2 separate regions of the Capsicum annuum genome follow, and region 1 is linked to region 2. Evidence: chromatin contacts called from public Hi-C data. All regions are on one chromosome and are shown on one strand. Each heading gives the region's core, a stretch centred on a gene start, on an enhancer-like site or on the middle of the called end of the contact. The rest is flanking DNA. Distances are from core to core; before and after follow the strand shown.

What was found. Hi-C and Micro-C count contacts between places; a contact is called where the count stands out from the background.
Region 1: a Hi-C map of pericarp shows a contact between it and region 2, with 4 times the contacts expected there. The contact joins the promoter of LOC107870439 here to the promoter of LOC107870432 in region 2. A contact is called at or near these places in 4 of 5 Hi-C or Micro-C datasets (leaf, pericarp and placenta).

What each region holds. Positions count from the first base shown.
Region 1 is chr1:24,243,835-24,250,806 of UCD10Xv1.1, reverse strand. It overlaps LOC107870439 (ubiquinol oxidase 2, mitochondrial), which reads right to left and starts at 1,496. Exons shown (of 4, transcript XM_016716977.2): 1 at 864-1,496; 2 at 441-569. The coding sequence starts at 1,259. LOC107853552 (ubiquinol oxidase 2, mitochondrial) reads right to left here. Exons shown (of 4, transcript XM_016698547.2): 1 at 6,926-6,972; 2 at 6,601-6,729; 3 at 5,891-6,379; 4 at 4,762-5,033. The coding sequence ends at 4,974.
Region 2 is chr1:24,104,197-24,111,671 of UCD10Xv1.1, reverse strand. It overlaps LOC107870432 (urea-proton symporter DUR3), which reads left to right and starts at 3,929. Exons shown (of 9, transcript XM_016716966.2): 1 at 3,929-4,318; 2 at 5,061-5,168; 3 at 5,269-5,364; 4 at 5,448-5,530; 5 at 5,614-5,834; 6 at 5,916-6,178; 7 at 6,267-6,505; 8 at 6,584-7,233; 9 at 7,327-7,475. The coding sequence starts at 4,130.

The sequences.
Region 1 (6,972 bases), core at 247-2,746, 140 kb before region 2:
CTGGGTTCTTATATTTCCTTTTCCATTTGAAATTTTCAATTGGATTCATCATGAAGTAGGAAACAAAAGAGGTTTTTACAAGCTTTTCATTCCTTTCATTTGTTTGTTTCTTCCTATGTACTTATCCTAACAACATCAGCAACTACTATTAGTATTTTTACTGAACGCTAAAAAGAATGACAACTATCACCATTAGCGAATGAGGGTCAAATAATTATTCTTAAATAACACTTTTTCGAACTTTTTTCTGTGTGAATTATTTTAACTGTAACTAATTGTGTATAATAAAGGTCCGTTAGTTGAGTCTGAGAAGGGCCGCACCAAGAGGTGTGACGTACCTAACCTAATGCAAGTATTAGTGGTTGATTCCACGTTATTATGACGATAATAAAACCTTCCAATATTCTGGGATTTGGTATTAAAGACTTTCTATAACATACCTGAAAAAATATATCAGTGGGGTATCGAAGGAACTTAACAGTCCAATAAGCAAATTTGTCCAAGAACGTAACTGGCGCGTGGTGTTTCGTCAGATCTATTGACGTATCAGCTTGGTAAGTCTCCCATGGCTACATCACAAAAAAATCCACCATTAATCCCAACAAATATGTTCTCCAAAATATTAATAATAATCCTTCATACCAATTTACGTGACACTTTAAAAGTTTGAGATTCAAACAATTAAATTTTTCATATAACCTTCTAAGTATTTTGAATCGTGACTTATATTTTTTTATATAATTTTCAAATATATATATTTTGTTACAAAAAATTGATTTCATGTTTGAGTTCACAATTAAAGTTGAACTGTTCGAAATCCAAATTGTAAATAAAAAAATATGTGAAAAGCAGATTAAACTTACCCTAAAGCAATTCCATTTCCATTCAGTACCATCAGGTTTAGTAGCCTTTGTCTGCGGAACACCCCAATAACTCACTACAGATTTCTCAACACCACCGCCTGACGCCGCCGCCGCAGAACCGCCGCCGTTCTCCGCTTTCTGGTCCTTCTCTGGCTGCTTATCATCATTCAAAGCCACAGTACTAGCACTACGTGAACCCATCACCGAATAATTCCTAGCCCAATTCACCACCGATTTCTCCGACGGACTCGCCGGAAACCGATGCAACATTCCGGCACCGACGACACCGGAAACTCCGGCTCCGGCATCACTTCGCAGAAGTGCAGTTGAAAAGTAACGTGGACCCATATGACCCATCATTAGTCGGGTCATCCTTGTTGCTCCACGGGTCATCATACTCGATAACTTGCTCCGATCAAAATATATGAAAGAAATTATTTACAGGAATATTGGAAAGAAACTTGGGGAAGAAGGCAAAAGTTTATTTTGCTATATTTTGTAATTTATGTGGAGTTCCTATATATAAGGCGAGATTAATTAATTTCGTTTTATTTTTTTATTTTATGGTTGGTTCGAATAAGCTTCGCGTGAAGACTGTGTGGGACCGGCGGTTACCAAAATATAGTATTTATTTATTTATGGCTGATAATTATTGGCATTTCAGATATTTAAAAGACGAGCGGTTGGTAAATTCTAGAGGAAAGTGGAATGACTAAAATGCCACTGTTTTGACTTGAAAATCTTGTACTCCCTCCATTTTATTTTATATGTCATCATTTTTTTTTATTCGTCCCAAAAAAATATCGTCTGTTTTTATTTGGTAGCTATTTAAAGACATAATTATACTTTTATTCTTATTGATCCCACTTATAAAGATTCACTTAATTAAAAATACTAATAGTATATTATTTTAATAAAGGATAATTTGATAAAAAAAATCAAGTCTTTACTTATTTCTTAAATTTCATGCCCGATCAAATAGCGACACATAAAATGAGACGGAAGAAGTATTTGAATATGACTAGACAGTCAACTAATTCCATAAAATTTTTTGCATACTGAATTAACGATAATTTCTTCGTTGCGTGTTTCTTATCAATTACACGTGTATGTTAGATTAGCATGCATTGATATTTTATTTTATTTTTGTTTCGTGCACTGATATTTACTTTATGTATAAAAGAGTACTAAATAAAAATGTTCATGTGAAAAAGGAAGAATCTATTGGGGTGAATTTATCTTGATGAGATTACTTGTCATACTTAATAGGTGTCATAATTCATAGTTCAATTTGACTTTGTATAACTATAGTTGTTTTGAGGATAGAGCTAGAAAAAATTGAGGAGATTTATTTGATGAAAAATTAAATTATTTTAAACTTTATTAATTTTGATTTCACAACTGATTTCGACTAAACGTCATGCACCTTACCACCTTACTGAAGTTATTATAGTGTCAACTGTCAACTATGAAATAATAAAATGTAATTGGTGATGAAAATTCATCAAAAGCATAGTATATGGTCAAATCAAGTATACAAATTCCAAGGGCATTTCTGGAATTATCGGAATTTTGCAGTTTCGTATTTTATTTCCCTTTTTGTTTGGAAGAAAGCGGGTCTTGGGGAACAAGTAATAGGAGGTTTCGTGTGTGTGGACCAAGCTGAGTGTGTCCAAAGTCGTTGAATCATGCATTTGCCTTTATTGTAAGCACTATTATTATTAATTAGTTAGTTTCTTTATTAAGCACAACTAAAAAAAAGAAAAAAAATATTCCACCCACTAAAATTATTTACAATTCAGAAAAAAAAAATTATAAGAATCTATTACATGTAATTTTATTTTATATTTTTATTAAAATATTTTTATGATTTAAATTCGTAAACTTTTTATCACATAATAATCATTAAACACAAATTTAATTATTTTTTTTTCATATTACTCTCGTAAAAGTAATTCTTTTTGAAAGCTTATTTGTAAAATTCCTAAAAAGTCTTTTAAGAAATGAACTCATAAAATTGATTTCTTATTTATAATATTTTAATCACCATATTAACTGAAATGTACCCGATAAATATGGAATTGGGGACTAGTTGTTTTGTTGCCAATAATAAGACAGAGTAGCAAGCAGCCACAAACGACTATAATTCTCCCACGTCATTACATATGTCACCAAGAGTTTTTCAATTATTTTTCTTAATTTTACGTAAAGAATAAAAAGTAAACAACATAAATCACAATACTTTACTACCTAATTACTTTTTCTACTTTTATAATAATTACATAAAATCTCAAATATGATACATTAGTTAACGTCATGATACATTAATAAATTTTTAATTATGATTAAAAATGAAAAAAATTATAATTAAACCTACAGTTGAACAATTAATACGCTTAATTAAAAAAATTATTATTTAAATTATCTAATATACGTCATTTAATAACTTAGGATAACAAATATCATAAGTTTTCCTATTATGTAAACTTATGATATATTGTATTATGAGTAACAAATATCTCATTTAATAACATTGAGTTCATGATACACTACAATTCATGACACATTACATTTATTTGTGGTTACTAATACATTATTATATTTTTTGCTTAATACTTTATATGTGTAAAAATTATCTGATACATTGGATTAAAAACTAAATATCTTATGATACATTACTTTATATGCAAATACAATAGTATTATATTTACTATTGTATTGTTAATTTAAGTTTCTGGTACATTAAATTATTTTGGTTGAGATACATCACTATAATTAAGTTTGCATTATACTTGACTTATTTTTGAAAATAACTGATACATCATATAATTTACATTAAGATATAAAATTACAATTAGCTTATATGACACATTGCTGAAGAGTAAAAAAATTTTTGATGCATAATATAGTCTGACAGATGGACGAAGATTAATTAATAGAAATTGTAATAAAAACAATCAAAAGTTTTGCTTAAATATCATAGCCACTTTGTCCAGAAAGATTTGATATTTCAATCTATTTTCACAAAAATCAATGTCGTTCATATCATAATGAAATGGTGGAAATTAAAAAAGAAAGTTAATGGTGGAAAGATGAAGTTGTTAGATCTAATTGAGTAATAGATGAGAACATGGTGGAAATTCAAAAGAAAGTTAATGAAAGTTGTAACTTGAATGTTGAAATAGAAGATGAAGATGAGAATATGGTGGAAATTCAAAATGGATGAATTGAGAAAATCGTGGGATATATTTTCTGATTTTTGGCTTGATTTGTCGCACAATAAGAGGATGTGAGTGGATTTTTTTTGATGTATCAGAAAAAAGACAACTATTTTGAGTAAAAAGAAATTTTTATAATTAGTTTAATTGGATGCAATTTTAAGTAATAATAGAAACTTAAGATATGGTATAAGAATAAGACACAGGTCTTGATCGAATGAATTCAATGTTTAGTTATAAATTCAGAATTTTTAATTTATTAAAATTCTGTGACTCACGTATATTTTTATACACTATTATATTAAAAATATTTAGAATATAATTCATAACTTATATTTTAATTTTCATCTGTCACACATAGGGATTTAATCATATTCTTTTTATATAATCGTTTGATATTTAAAATTTACTAACAAGACTAATTCAGAGTAAATGAGTTCGGATTCTTTACTCATTATAGTTTTAACATTTTGTATAACACTTGATAGAGATTCAGATCAAGAGCTAAAAAATTTATTCATTCCACTGCATCTCCTCGATTATCAATTGAACATGATGAATTGACTACCTTTTATTGAGTTATTTCTAGAATTATTATGCTAATTATTTTGATACAAATTTTGAAATGGCACCTCAAATTTGGCTTTTAGTATGAAACAAATCAGCTGACAAAATTCAAATAGTTTAATATTTTAAATTCTTCAATATATTTATTGCAAGTAAATATATAGCAACTTCATTCTTTAGCATCATACTTGATATTTGTACAAAGAAAAAAAAACAGCTCAATATTAATTTAATACAAAAATATAGAACAAATTAATGGGAAAATTTAACAATAGAGATTATATTAGTTATGTATAGATAAAACTTTTGAGATATTGTTTTAACTTTAATGATATCCAATTGGAGCAGCAAACTCCTTCAACTCATGCCCTTGACACTGTATATCCTGTATAACAAAAAAATTGAAATTATTGCAAAACATAAAACTATGTATAAATTTAAATAATAAGAGAGGAGAAAATGACAAAAGTAGTCCCTCTTGTTTGGGGTAAGTTCAAAGTAGTCGTTTAAATATGACTCTGAGTAGTTTTGGTCTTTTATTAAGTTCTCTATAAACGGAAAAAAAATTGGTTTCCGTTGGATATTTCAACAAATTGTGTCTATTAGATTTGATGGGTACTAATGAAAAAAGAAAGATCTTACTAAGAAACATTAGAAAGTCTCATTAAATCCTAGAAACTGCAATACGAAAATTAGACTAAACATCAGAAATAATAGAATTGTATTTGACTCTTAAATAACTACAAACTCTACAATAAACCCAAAGTAGCAGAAACTGAAAAAATCTTGGATTGTCCCGTTAAATCCCCTTTTTTTTTTTTGGCTATTTTTGTCAAATATAATATAAAAAATAAAAATAAAAAAAGTAACTAAAGGAATCAAAACTACTCACAAATATATTTCAAGAGCTATTTTAAGCATATCAAAAACATAAGGGACCATTTTGATTATTTCTCTACAAGAGAGACTCTTAAAAATGGGAGAAGCTAGCCCACTTTCAATTTGTTTGCTTGATTTTAATCCGAAGAGGTTTAATTAAGAAAGCATCTTTTTAAAATTTATGATTTTAAACTAAAAGTATATAGAGTGTATTAAAATATTTTTTAATCTTATAGGCTTTAATGTCTCTTGTAGAAAATTAAAACTAAAGAGTTGTCAAAAACAAAAAGAAAATATTTTTTTTGAAACGATTAAAAAGGAAAGTAAGATAAAAGTATACGGAAATGAAAGTGAAAATCTCACCGAAGCAAAGTGATTTAGGTCACGATGATGTGCTTCATCAGCTCTAATAACAGTAACAACATCTTTAAGCGTCGAATCCGCAGGCAAACGCCAATAATCAATAGCAATAGCCGGCGCCGGTAAGTTTTCGAATTCTCCTTTTTCTATATCAATCAAAAACTCAGTGTATGAATTCACTGCTTCTTCTTCTAAGTAGCCAACGATTCGATGAGCCAATTTTGGTGATGCCAAATAAGCCAAGAAATAGGCGTTAAAGAATACCCCTTGTACTGCGAAGACTAATGCACGTTCGTACCATTTAGGGTTTGATAGCTCGATGAATGTCATGAGATGCATACGTTCGTTCTCAGCTTCTTCGAGGAGGGCTTTGATCCATCCACCACTTTGCTCGAATCTACGAAGGGATTTGCAGTGGAGGAGCATTCCCCCTACCATACCTGGCACGGCTGCAACGGTTTCTAGCAACATGGCATGACACATGTGACGTCTCTGTGAGATCGAAACAAATTTTATATATATACCATCAGTACATATATTTTAAACTTTTGATACACATAAAAAGTGCAATGCAAGAATGAATACTTCAACTACGGTTGAAAATTAATAAAATATTTAAAAAATCGGTTCAATCATATACTAGTAATACAAGATTATTTAACTATAATCATTATCATTATTTTAGTAATAAGAGAGTCATGCAAGATGTTGACCTGGAAGAACAGGTAGGTGGGGTACTTTAAAGTTTGAACAGTCCAATAAGCAAATTTGTCCATGAAATTGGTAGGCAAATGATGCTTCTTCACATCAATCGACGTATCAGCTGAGTACGTCTCCCATGGCTGTAGAAATAAAAAAAAATGTTTAAAATTACGAGTTTAAATTACATATATCATTGAAATAAAATATTTTTATGCTATCAAATGATCCAAAGAATATTAGTTTAAATACTGCTATGAAATTTTCTTACACTAACGATATATATATATATATATATATATATATATAAAACGTAAATTTGTATATTTATTTGCTTACCCTAAAGCAATTCCACCTCCACGGTGTACCATCTTGGTTGGAGATTT
Region 2 (7,475 bases), core at 2,680-5,179:
AACTTTTTTTTTTGTTAACACCAAACCAAACAATGAATGATCGTTTTTTTTTTCTAACGCCAAACCAAACCATAAGTCGATTTTTTTCTCGATTTGATTTGGTTCGTCAATTCGGTTTGACTTGATTGTTTGGTCTGTACATCCAGAACAAAAATTATCTCATATGATGGGACTATTTTTAAATAAATATCAGTTTACAAAAGAACCACCTTATGATTTTTACTACGATTTCTCATTAAATTAAAGTTATTAATGATGATTGTGAACAACTACCAAATAAGTAAAAAAAAAATAGAAATAAAGAAGTTTTAAGAAATATTTAATTATAATATTTTTTTGTTAAGTAATTATAGCGTATTATTAAACTATATTTAAATTCAATTTAAATTATTTATAGCGCAAACTATATAAAAATTGAGCCGGGGGTCTATCGGAAACAACCTCTCTACTTCTTCGGAGGTAGCAGTATGGACTGCGTACATCTTACCCTCCAGACCCTACTTGGTGGGAATACACTGAATTTATTGTTGTTGTTGTTGTTGCAAATTATATAATTATGACATTTGAGTTTCATCAAAAAGATATACAAGAATTATTGTATATAACATTACGGGTGTATTCTGTATGAACGAAAATATTTTTCATGAAAAGTGTTTTATTAAAAAATATGTTCAAGGAAATTAAATAAATGAGTTTCTTATTTATTTTCTTGTATTTGATATGTAAACAAAAAACAATTATTCTAAAAATATTTATATAAAATTTAGACAATTAATACTTGGGAGATAGGGGTAGTGGGCAGAGGCAAAGCTACCCTTAGGGTAATGTGGTCATGAGCACCCGTAACATCAGAAAAATTGTATGTATATATCTCAACTAGTGTATATATTTTTGTAGTGGCACCTAGCAACAAAGGTACAATGGTTCCACTAGTTACAACCCAATTTTTTGTTGTTTTTTTCTTTAGTTTTCAGAGAGTTCCATCCAAAACTTTGTAGTTAGTAGTTGATAGGTAAAAAGTTATATGCATCCGGTGTATATATCAAATTAATATTTTTTATCATGATTAAGTGATTAAATTAAGTAAAATACTTGTTAATTAATCATGATTAAATAACATGAACTCAGGAGTCGTTTGGTTTGGAAATTGTTATCCCGGGATAACTAATTATCTCGGGATAAAATAAAAGAACATATTTTCCTTTGTTTGGTTGGAGGGATTAATCTAACTCGGGATAACTTATCCCATCATTTTCCTCTTAGTGATGGGATAACTTATCCCATATACATGGTGGGATAAGTTATCCCGAGTAATTCCGGGATAACTAATCCCGGTATTAGTTATCCCGGGATAACAATTTTCAAACCAAACGATCCCTAAATTCAAACAACTGTCATGCATGTATTAATTTGGTGTATACACTGAGTGCGTGTAAGTTTTAACCGTAGTTAATATGTCTACGTTATTTAAAGAAAGAAATTGTATGTATTAAAGGCGGCGCCTTTGCTTTCTATTTCTGAGTTCGTCTCCGGTGGTGGCCGCGGATGGTACTAACAGGAGTGAATGTGAAATGAGGTATGTTGGATGGTGTGGAGTGTAATTAATACAACCAATGTGAAATGTCATGTGCAGAACTTGTTTTCCTACTTTCACTAGGAAGATCATTTTTAAGGAATTTATTTTTTCGTGAGAAAATGCTCCCAAGAAATGGTGATCAATAGAAACTTAGAAAAGTGAAAACTCCATGTCGGACACATCCTAAGTTGTATTAGTCTATCATGACTTGCATGCCACAATTCTGCAACATGTTTTTTCTTCTTATTGCTTGTAACTTTGAGATAATGAGGATCTAATATAACACGTCAGGCTGATTTACAGTAGAGAATGGGGGTTTTCAGGAACCCCTTATTCGCTATCGTAAATTTTATAATTATATAAAAAATATATTAAGATAACATGTATACGCAATGAAAATTCATAACCAAATAGGTAGTCTTGTTCAGTGACGAGTATATATATGCATATATATCTGTATATGTATTTATAGGAATACATATTTAACTCGTATATATATATGAGTTAGATATGTATTTTTGTAAATACATATGCAGATATATATGTATGTTTTGTACTTTAAATAAATATGATTACCTATATGTATATGTATATAGTTGGCTTTTTTGTTATAAAGATTTTGTATCCTATATGTTTATATATACATATGAAATATGTATTTGTATAAATACATATACAAATATATATGTATGTTTTGTACTGTAAATACATATGCAGATTTGTATGTCTATTTATTTTTATATATTTTTTTGAATATGTATATGTATATAGATATTTGTCTTTTAAAAATAAAAGATAGAGATAGAAAAAAATAGAAAAAGACAAAAAACGGAAAAGAAAAATCCCAAAAAATAAAAGAGAAAAAAAGAAGAAGAAAGAGAAAAAGAAGTTAAAAAAAAAAGAAAAAAAATAAAAGAAAAAAAAAGAAAAAAAAAAAAAAAAAAAGAAGAGAAAAAAATATGAGAAAAGAAAAAATAAGAAAACGAAAAAGAAAAAAAACGAAAAAGGAAAAAAAAGAGAAATAGAAGAGACAAAATAAAGTGTAAAGAAAAAGTGGAAAAGAAAAAAGAAATCAAAATTAAAAAAATAAAACTATAAAAAAAGAAGATGAAGAAAAATTTACAAGAAAAAAGAGTTAAGATTTAAGAAAGTGAAAGAGAGAAAAAAAATAGTAATGATTATTTTTTTTTTTTGAATTTTTGAAGTTGAGTTTGGTTTGAAAAATGAATCTAATAATTTAAATAAAAGTAATTTATGAAAAAGAATTGCTTTAAAAGATATTTAATATTTTAAATACATGAGATAATTATTCCTTATTTAACTCAACTGATTTGAGTAAAAGTAAGACAGTAAATCTTTACTGTATATGTATTTTAGTAGCAATATTTTTATAAAATATAAATATAAGTTGCTATTTCAGGTAATTATGAAATAATTGATATGAAACTCCTAATTATGAGGTTAAATTTGCTACTTATGGAATTTTTCCTAATTAATATGCTATAAAATCGGAAAAGTTGCTAAGAAGTTGGAAGAAAATCAATGCAAGTTTTTTTAGCCTAAGGAAAGAAAAAAGTGAGGTTTTGTGTTTTAGAACTATAAAAATAAAAATAAAAAAGATTTTTACTAGAAATAAAAAAAAGGTGTATTTTTAGAATCTAAAACCGAAAAGGGATTTTAATTTTTTTTTTTTTCAGAAAAAGGGTATGTTTTAGAGCTAAAACTGAAAAAGAATTTTACTTTAAAAGAAAGGTAAATATCAATTGACAAGGCACACATTTACAGGGGTTCACAAGCTGCTTATGAATTTCAAAGGCTCCTTAAATTGGAGAGAGGTAAAATAATAGAGTGAAAAATAGGAAAAAAGAGTGAAACACCCGTGTATAGAGTTAATGGGTAAAAAAATACTATTTTTACTATAAAATATAATTTTGAGAAAGTGTTGCTATTTATTATAATTATGATCTTAAGTTTGTCACTTCCTGTAATTTTTCATATTAATTTGCTCTCTCCATTTGATTTTACTTGTACTTGTCATATTCACTAAGAAAAATAATTAATAATATAGTTATTTTATCATAGCATATAATATGATGTTTATATTGTATACTAAAATTAATTTGAAGAAAAAGATAATTAATATTTAGAATAAAATAAAAAAAATAAGAAAAAAGAAGTTATAGAAATAAAATTAAAAAATTTGTGCGAAGTAAAAATGAATGAGTAGCAGTTTATTGAATATTCCCCAAGACAAAAGATTCTCAAAGCCCATGAGAGTGAGAGTGACAGTGACCCTTTGAATCTATGACTGCCAACTTGGAGATTCATCTAATACTTCCAATGAACTGAAAGCTTCATCTTATCTTTGACTTAAAAAATTTCCATAGACTTTTGTTACTTCATAACATCACTAGAAAATGACTTACTTTGTTGGCATCAACTTATTATTTGTTGACATATCATGATTTTATTTTTAGTACTAGAAAGATTCTAAGTTTGTTGCTTATAAATGGTTTGTTTTGTTCAGATGTACTATAATTAGGAGATCCTTAAATGGCTTCCTTCCTTACAAGGTGTCCACCTTTCCAATTTTCATCAAAATATTATACTGCAAGTGTTTCTGGAGATAGTTGTGTGAGGCAAAGCAGCTTTTTTGGAGGAAAGCCTGTTCTTAATCAGCAAATTGGCTACTCTGTCATTCTTGGTTTTGGAGCTTTTTTAGCTGTCTTCACTTCCTTCCTGGTAATTCTTGTTTAACCTTTCTTTTGAATCGAAAAAAGTCTTTCTAACCCGGACTACATTAGTTATGCTGTTGCTGATGTTATTGTTGACTCACTCTGTTTCATGTTTTAGTCAGTCCCAAGAGGAGCTTGTATATTTACTGGCAATTTAACAATAAATTTTTCATTTTACGATTAATGAGATGCTTTATAGTTTTTAGCCACATAAACTCTATTGCTTGTTTTAGACTACAAGTTTCAAAAATCTTTTTTTACATTCTTGAACTCTGAATTAGTCAAACACTGTTACATAAATGGGAACTGAGGGAGTACTAATTATATATAGAAATCTTCAAATTTAACTTTTCATTTTACTCTTTATAACATGTTCTTATAGACATCAAATTGTTATACCATGTTTAGAGCATAAAGATACTTTTGATATATTCCAAAAATATGCCTTCTTTCTTAAACTTAATGTTTACTCAAATACATAAAATGAAACAGAGGGAGTATCTCTTTTACCGGAAATCTTTGGTGGGGGGGGGCAGTTATTTTGGTCTTAGGAGCAACCTTTTCCACTTTTCCTTCTTTTATAAGTTTTCAGAAGAACTGGCTTTATAAATTTAGTAGCTAGTCTTTCTTGATTCTGTAGAATGCACATGTACAAGAATTACTTGGCCTATTTGATTCTCTTTGACAATATGGAATTTATGTATATTTCTTCTTTTGTTTGTGTACTTATTTTGTTGTGATGTTATAAGGTTTGGCTGGAAAAAGGATATGTTGGTTCACGTCATACTTCGGAATGGTTCAACACAGCTGGTAGAAATGTCAAAACAGGACTTATTGCAAGTGTGATTGTGTCGCAGGTACCATGTTTTGTTGCTGCCTAATGCCAATCCAGCCAAGAATTTGAAACTTTTGTGTTTCTCTAAGTTATAATCAACTTAATATTAACCGCTTTTGCAGTGGACTTGGGCAGCTACAATCTTGCAAAGTTCTAATGTAGCTTGGGAGTATGGAATTAGTGGACCCTTTTGGTATGCAAGTGGAGCTACTATTCAGGCACGTTGACAATCATCCTTTGATATTTTGACCTCAGAAAGATAAATTCTTTTGGTTGTTTCTAAAAAAATTTGTTACAACAGGTCCTCCTTTTTGGCGTGATAGCAATAGAGATCAAACGGAAAGCCCCTTATGCTCATACAGTGTGTGAAATCGTAAAAGCAAGGTTTGTGGTGAACTATACTAAAGATGAACATGACTCTGCTGTATATGTATAGTCTGTTGACTAGTATTTACTCATCTTTTCAGGTGGGGAACTGCTGCTCATCTGGTTTTTCTGGGGTTTTGCTTCCTGACAAACATTATAGTAACAGCCATGTTGCTTCTCGGTGGCTCTTCTGTTGTCAATGCACTCACTGGTGTTAACATTTATGCTGCTAGTTTTCTTATCCCTCTTGGTGTTATAGTTTACACCTTAGCAGGAGGGCTAAAAGCCACTTTCTTGGCTAGCTATATACATTCCGTCATAGGTATCTACTTTTTACTCTTTATATCGGCTTTACTCTTTTTCACGCGCTCATCTAAAACCAATCTGCGGCTGTTGATTTCAGTACACGTGGTCTTAGTCATCTTTGTGTTCCTAGTATACGTTGCAAGCGGTGAACTTGGCAGCCCAAGCATCGTTTACAGACGTTTATTAGAAGTAGCAAGCAAATCAAGAAGTTGTCTAGAGCCAATCTCCCATGTTAGACAATCTTGTGGTCCTGTTACTGGGAATTTCAAGGGGTCTTATGTTACTATGTTGAGTTCAGGTGGTCTCGTCTTTGGTATCATCAACATTGTTGGCAATTTTGGTACAGTCTTCGTTGACAATGTAAGTTTTTCATAGAATATATACAAGAACTAGCTTATATAAGTTTCTGCAACAATCCTTTCCTGATAAAAAAAGTATGACATTGCAGGGATATTGGGTAAGTGCAATTGCTGCAAGACCATCATCAACACATAAGGGCTATTTGTTGGGTGGTCTTGTTTGGTTTGCTGTGCCATTCTCCTTGGCGACATCGTTAGGTCTTGGAGCACTAGCTCTTGATCTACCAATAACAGCAAGTGAGGCTAGCCACGGACTTGTTCCTCCGGCTACAGCTATTGCTTTGATGGGAAAAGGGGGATCAATTCTTCTCCTCACGATGCTCTTTATGTAAGTGCCTAATCAAGAATTACTCATGGAAAATGTTCTGTTAACTGTCAATTGCATGACTTCGTCTGTGTTGATTAGGGCTGTCACATCAGCTGGTTCGTCTGAGTTAATCGCAGTCTCTTCATTATGTACGTATGACATCTATCGTTCTTACATCAACCCGGATGCAAGTGGAAGACAAATCCTAAATGTCTCAAGAGGAGTTGTCTTAGGCTTTGGCTGTTTCATGGGCATTTTAGCAGTAATTTTGAACATGGCTGGGGTCTCTCTAGGTTGGATGTATTTAGCAATGGGAGTTTTCATAGGATCAGCTGTTCTCCCAATAGCTTTCATGCTTTTATGGAGAAAAGCAAATGGTTTTGGTGCAATCCTAGGGACAGTTAGTGGCTGTTTGTTAGGTATTATCACTTGGTTATCGGTCGCTAAGATCGAGTATGGAAGGATAAATCTTGATACAACTGGTAGAAATGCACCAATGCTTGCAGGAAACCTCGTTTCCATACTTACTGGTGGAGCTATTCATGCTGTTTGCAGCATTTTAAGACCTCAGAATTATGATTGGCAGACCACAAAACAGATCACTGTAGTTGAAAAAGAAAAGAGTGAGTTGCCACCAGAAGAGTTCAAAGAGGAAAAACTCAAGAGAGCCAAATCCTGGATAATCAAATGGGGCATCGGTTTCACAATCGTGATAGTAATTCTCTGGCCTATTCTTACACTTCCTGTGGGTAAGTCAAAAAGATTCAATCTTTCTTCAGCTTCAATGTATTTCACAATATGAGTGCTTGATGATTAACTAAGTTGCTAACTTGATAATGCAGGGCAATTTAGCAAGGGATACTTCACATTCTGGGCTGTAATATGTATTGCATGGGGTACAGTAGGATCGGCAGTGATTATTGCTTTGCCATTGATGGAAAGCTGGACAACAATCCAAAGTGTGCTTAATGGCATGTTTACAAATGACAGA